2 separate regions of the Mus musculus genome follow, and region 1 is linked to region 2. The links are chromatin contacts, called in public Hi-C maps. All regions are on one chromosome and are shown on one strand. The core of a region is the stretch at or near the end of the contact, and the rest is flanking DNA. Distances in the headings are between cores, read along the strand shown.

The links. A called contact is a pair of places that touch in the nucleus more often than the background predicts.
Region 1: a Hi-C map of bone marrow-derived macrophages shows a contact between it and region 2, with 2.0 times the contacts expected there. The contact joins the enhancer-like site here to the promoter of Pkib in region 2. A contact is called at or near these places in 5 of 39 promoter capture datasets (3T3-L1-derived adipocytes, embryonic stem cells and liver), 2 of 484 Hi-C or Micro-C datasets (both in bone marrow-derived macrophages), 2 of 115 datasets of contacts at active chromatin or transcription factors (bone marrow-derived dendritic cells and bone marrow-derived macrophages) and 2 of 9 other capture datasets (liver and macrophages).

Annotation. Positions count from the first base shown.
Region 1 is chr10:57,689,111-57,692,047 of GRCm38.p6, reverse strand. All of the region lies in intron 2 of Pkib (protein kinase inhibitor beta, cAMP dependent, testis specific), which reads right to left. Among named protein-coding and RNA genes, the nearest start is that of Pkib, 59 kb to the right of the region's middle. Within about 2 kb of position 1,652, at least 21 of the 459 cell types and tissues checked have an H3K27ac peak or open chromatin away from gene starts, as enhancers often do. A contact at or near this core is called in bone marrow-derived dendritic cells, bone marrow-derived macrophages and macrophages, where this site is marked.
Region 2 is chr10:57,630,578-57,633,797 of GRCm38.p6, reverse strand. It overlaps Pkib (protein kinase inhibitor beta, cAMP dependent, testis specific), which reads right to left and starts at 1,817. Exons shown (of 5, transcript NM_001039051.2): 1 at 1,591-1,817.

The DNA of each region.
Region 1 (2,937 bases), core at 403-2,902, 58 kb before region 2:
CCAGAACCTCTGAGTCAATAGAGATACTGTGTGTTGAAAATCAAAGTGATTGCACTTCCAACACCAGATGTACTGAAGATATCAGCTACAAAATCTAGCAGGTGATTACTGCCTTAGTACTGATCAAAGGCAAGTTGAGAAAAAAAAATCATCTCATTGACACAACACATCACAGTTAACAGTTTTGTTGCCATTCACAGAACGATCTTGTAAGAAAATACTTGGCATTGCTATATTTTTGAGAAGTTGGAACTATACATATCAAACATTTAGGATGTGATCTCATGTATCTCGTTTTGGATTGGATATGAAATGTCTCCTACAGGCTTGTATCTCTGAACTTTTGGTCCCCAGCTGTAGGCAGAACCTTGGCTGTGTGAGCTGTAAGTAGGGCCTCTCTAGAGTGAGATAGATCACTGGAAGTTGGCTTTAAGATTATAGTCTGGCCCCAGGCCCATCTTGCCATCTCTTCTTTATCAACACTAAGAAGCATCAGCTCTCACTACCTGTGATGCCTGCGGCTGTCCCGTGTTTCTTGGAGTGATAAATTGTAGTATCCACCTAACTGGTGACCCCAATTAAGTCCTCCTCTCTTAAACCTCATAAACTGTTGTTATTTCTATCAGGTATTGTTCCACAGCAGCCAGAAATGTAAGAGAAACTGAGACATTGTATCCAGGTGCCTAGCACAGATATGGAAACCACAGAGAAGGAATCCAACCATCTTCATTCCAATTATGGAAATAAACTACACACATTCAATTCCTCTTCAAAGAATGGCCCCTGGCTCTTGGTTTAAACACGTGTTGCAAATAAGGTGGGAAGTAGTAGGAATATGACTCACTAGTGTTTCCAAGGCAATAAAGGGTTGTAAGTATCCTTACAAAGCAGTAAACTATCCTTATGTCCCAGTTAATTGCCCCATTTACCCATCCTATGTTATCTCAACTATCTCATAAAATATATTCTTACATGCCTGCTTGTTTCCTGAAGATTCATTCTTCACCTACATATTGGGTGGAATCATTTTAAAGTAAATCTGCTCATATTCACCCTATGACTGATCATCTCTAGGCTTCCTATCTCTACATAATCAAGCTCAAGACCCATTATTTGGTACAAGTTGCCCCATAGGGATTAACTTCATTCTGAGTTTCTCCTTGCTTTTCACTCAAATCCAGTATGCATCAATGCTAAAACTCTAATGCTGTACTCAAGCATTGGGTCTGTATTTGCCTTTGTGGCTGAGGCTCTTTACCCTCAATTTTCTCTCACCGCTTGCTGGCATCTACTTATCTATTCTGGGTCAATTTGAGCACTCCTTCACAGAAGTCTTTCACATCTCTTTCAGACTAGGTAGAGCAGTACATCAATTGAACTTACCCCATGCATCGTACATTTCTTCGCAATGACTGCCTTTCTTTTCATGTAAGTTTGTTTTTAAACACTTCAAGGACATAAGACAGTAACTCACTTGTCTTACCCCTAGCACACTTTTTCCCAGGTGGTGGGAAAAATGCAATAAACATCTTGCTGAGTGTCAACACGCACAAGGTACATTTTAGACTTACAGCTGTCTGACTGCATACTTCCCAATCTTAAAAATCGAAAGAGAACACTTTTGAGCCTTGTTCCTATAACCAGCTTCTCACATGGTTTTGTATTGTTCCAATCACTCAGGGACAGTTTCCCTTCAGTTAAGCCTTATATTTATAGGCCAAACAGAAGGAAGTGAGGAGAGGAAGAGAAAAATAAATCATGCAACAGTCATGTGGGAAGTAGCAAGAAGATAAAAAAAATTATGAACTTAAACATTTATAGACTCTAATGCCTATATATATCACTAAAAATCCAAAATAAGGAAAAAACTCTTCCTAACTCTACTTTCTTTCTTTAGCCATTTGCATGTAGTTCTTGGCAAAGATCCAGCAGAAAGTAAAAACAGAAATTCACTATTAAGTCAGTTAGATAAATCCATGCCTTGCTATTTATGTTTTCAAAGTGATGATTAAATTCTATTAATTTTACATGCTTTCCAGAATGAAATTGAACTTCAATGTTACAAATTTTCACCTACTCTGTCCATGACAGGACAAAACCATGAAATATGAATAGAACAATTTATTTCCTCTTAGCTTCCTTTTGACTAATGTTACATCCAAAATACTTCTTCAATGGACTTTGAAAATAGTTTTACACCCATTACTTTGACTTTTCATATATCAAGATTCAGATTTACAGCTAATATGATAAAGACAAACAGTGAAAGTCAAGAATCTGTCTCTACTCATTCTTTGTTATTAAACATTTTTCATGCAAAGCACAAATATTCTCAAAAAAGTTTAAAGAAAAGTTTGACATACCTACTACTTTTGTAATATTGAGATAACCTAGAACCATCCAAGAAGGGACTCTCGAGTGAAGGACTTTCCAGATAAGACTGGACTCTGGATTTGTCTATGAGGGATTGCTTTGATGGCTAATTAATATGGAAGAGCCCACCCAGCTCTCTATGGCTGCCCACTATCCAGCTCAGCCCTAGGCAGGTGGTCCTAGTTTATATAAGAAGGTTATCAAACATAACCTTGAATGAAAGCCAATGCCCATCCATAGTTTCTGCTTTAAATTCCTATTAGAATCCCCATGCTGACATCCTATAATTATGAAGTGTAACCTATAGCAAAATAAACCATTTCACCCTTAAATTAATTCAAGTCATGGCATTTGTCATAGCAACAGAAAGAAAATTAGAATAATATCTTACTTACTTTTATTTTTATAAATAATAAAAATTACTAGATAATATATACTAAATTATAATTGTAAAATATGTTAAACACTTAAAGATGAATGTACAATGAAATAAATTTTAGTGTTTGTGGTTATTCATTGAGAACGATCCCATAGGCTTATACACCTGAATGATTATCTTTAATC
Region 2 (3,220 bases), core at 568-3,067:
TTCTAAGACTGTTAGAAAAATAATCTGATCTATCATTAATTTAAATATACACTTAAGCTGACTAAAGAGGAGGGAAAAATTCTTTAACAAGAGGGGAATTTGGCACTTCTTAAAATATTCTAGATTGAGTAAGCTCCTGCCTGTAATACTTTGCTGAAGAAAGTCATAGACACAATATTAGTAAATTACTAAAGCTATTCTCTGGGTCTTTTCTTTCTTTATTTCTCAGATATAGATAGATAGATAGATAGATAGATAGATAGATAGATAGATAGATAGATTTAGATTTTTAAAATTGAATCAGTTGAACTTGCCAAGCACTTTTTTTTTCTTTTTAGAAAATAAGCTCCCTAGAGACAGAGTCAGTTGACTGGCTCTGTCTAGTGTCTGGGAGTCACAGGGTACAGCGTTTTGGAGGTGCAATCTTTGGCATCAGAGAGTTGAGGTCACCACATTTTAATTTTCATTTTAATAAGCCAAACTCTGAGCCTCTGAATATTAAATATATTAAATTCAAGGAAAATTTTTAACGTGTCATTAAGGGGGAAAAAGACATCGTGTGAAGTGGATAGATGGATGTTTAAAGGTTACTGTACAAAGAGCAAAACAACCCGTAAGAGTCAGTCTAACCCATTACTTTTTCCGGTATCCAATCACAGGTAAGAGTGCCTCGTTCTGGTTTGTCTTTCGCAGCTGAACATGCCTCTAAGTGGTCATCAGTGTCCAGTATCCACCTGCTGGTCTGCTAGGGTCCAGCTGCTAACCCTGTTGTTTGCTTTAATGGCTTCCCTTGGGCTCAGCACCTGCTCTTCAGGGAGCTTCCCTGAGTCAGGAGTGCTTTCTGATATTATCTTTGAGAAGATGGAATGCCACTGTCATCTCAGCTTGACTAAAGAAGGGAATTGAGTTGTGGGGTCTGAGATGTCCATGAGACCTGGTCACCCTTTACAGAAACCCTCCAAACCTTCAGGAACCCACAAAAGGCTGCAGTAACTGTAGCCAAGAGCAACCTGGACTGGGATGCCTTCTGCCTTTCAGTCTGTGGGACCATCTGGCACTTGAGTCCCTCTTCCTTTATCAGCGAGGGTCCTCGCAGCAAGCAGAGTCTGATATGGCTGCGGGGCACCCCTGAGGTCGCTGGTTTCCTAGCAGGCATACTTTATCAAGGAATGGGGGGAAACCGGTAAGGTGAAGTCTCTTGGCTAAAGCCACAGTTCTGGACGCTTGAAGCGGGTTGGAACTCAGACCTCTACTGATAGAAAAACGAGGCCGGAAGAAAATGATGTGGCGTTGATGGCGTGAGCAGAGAAAGGCTCAGCAACTTATAATCAGAGGTCCCCTGAGTCCACTCTCAGTGGCCAGCGAGCATAAGCCAATGAGCAAACCTCCCAGGAGCACCAGCTTTCACTCCGACAGTCCCCCAGCTCCAGGTGGAAGGATGGGATCTGCTCTGAAATCCCCCTGGGCATGTGCAGACCAGGCATAAAATAGCAAAGTTGAGCTTACATTTTCCCCTCACTCGGTCTCCCCAACTCCCCGAGCCCTTTCCCTCCATCCCCTCTCTAGTGACACCTGCTCGCCGGTACTTACCAGCTGCGCGCAAGAGATGCGGGCGGCGCCGGGCCAGGTCCCTCACGGTGGCGCCTGCTGCCGGCCTCTCTGCGGCACGGAGCTGCGACGCGGCTGGAGCTTGCAGCCGCCTCTGCTCTGGGATGCGGCTGGGCTGAGCTGGTGGCAGCAATGTGTGGGGCGGAGGGAGCCGCTCGGTCCCGCCCCCGCGAGCTGAGCTAGGCTCCACAGGACCTGCCCAGTTAAGCAGAACCTGCCACCGCTGAGCCCCAGGGGACAAACGCAACAGTAGTTCCTGCTCCAGGTGTCCTAAGGGGACAGCCTCTGTGCATGTTCACCGAAGACAGAGTCAGTTCCCTTGAAATTACACACCTCCGCTGCTGTCTGTCTGTCTGTCTGGATGCTGCTATCCTTCCCTCTTATTTACAGGACTTAGGCTCCTGGTATCAGGAGGTTGCACTTTATCTAACAAGGGATGTTTGGAGAAACTAGCTCTGTTGCACCTGGAATCTGGGTGTTCGCGTTTATTTACAGATTCTTTTAGCACATTGGAGTCTCACGCCATAAAGAACACTTCTCTTCTCTTCTCTTCTCTTCTCTTCTCTTCTCTTCTCTTCTCTTTCTTTCTTTTTTTATTTTTGTGCAATAAAAAGCAGACATCAATGTGTATCAGGCGTCACTTTTAGACTCTCACTAAAGAAAACAAAGTTCTTACTGTTAAGCTGTCCTTATGTCCTTTAAAAGATGTAGGAAATGGAAGAAGTTGCTGCTAACAAAAAAGACTCTGATTCTGGAGGAGGTGACTTTTGCTGGAAGTCCCAGTGGCCTCTGAGAGTCACCAGAATTCCAAGTCTTTATTATGGGCTGCTCAATTATCCTGCATCTGGCTTCCAGGAAGTCCAGGTCTGGGATACCCAGATACTTCCCATTGACCAGCCCCATTTGGCCTGCTTATAGAAAGACTGACATATTAAAATATAATCAGGGAAAAGTCCCCATTGGAAGTGTCTACAAAGTGTATGATGGTTAGACTCCTTGAATTATTGACTATTTGTAACTGCGCCGTGTGGTAATAACTCTCTACTTGCAGATAATAGACTCAACTCCAACAAAGTGAGGTCAGTTGCATAAGGTGAAACGGGGAAATCCAAACCCTGGCCTGTGAGATGCCCCAGCGGGTTAAGGTGCTCACTGCCAAACCTGATGAGTTGGGTTTGATTTCCCATACCTGGATAGTGGAAGGAGAAAACTGGCTCCCATAAACTGAGCTCTGATTACACACACGCCTCACACACATGCATGCATTCACCAGTACACATGTATAAATGTGATTTAAAATTTTAAGAGAGGGCTAAGGAGATGATTCCATGGTAAAGAGTTCTTGTTGCTCTCACAGAGAACCAGCACTGTGTTCCCAGCTCCCATATTGCACCTGGCAACTGGATGAAGCTCCAGTTCTAAAGGTTTTGTCACCCCCTTCTGGTCTCCACAGGTACTGCTTGCATGTGATAACATAAGTATACTTGCAGGAAAAACACACGTAAACACAAACTAAAAGCTAATCTCATTTTTAACCAAGCTGATTTTAAAACTCAGGTCTTTTTACCTTCAGAACTGATGACAGATTTAAATTGCAGCCTGGTAATATGAT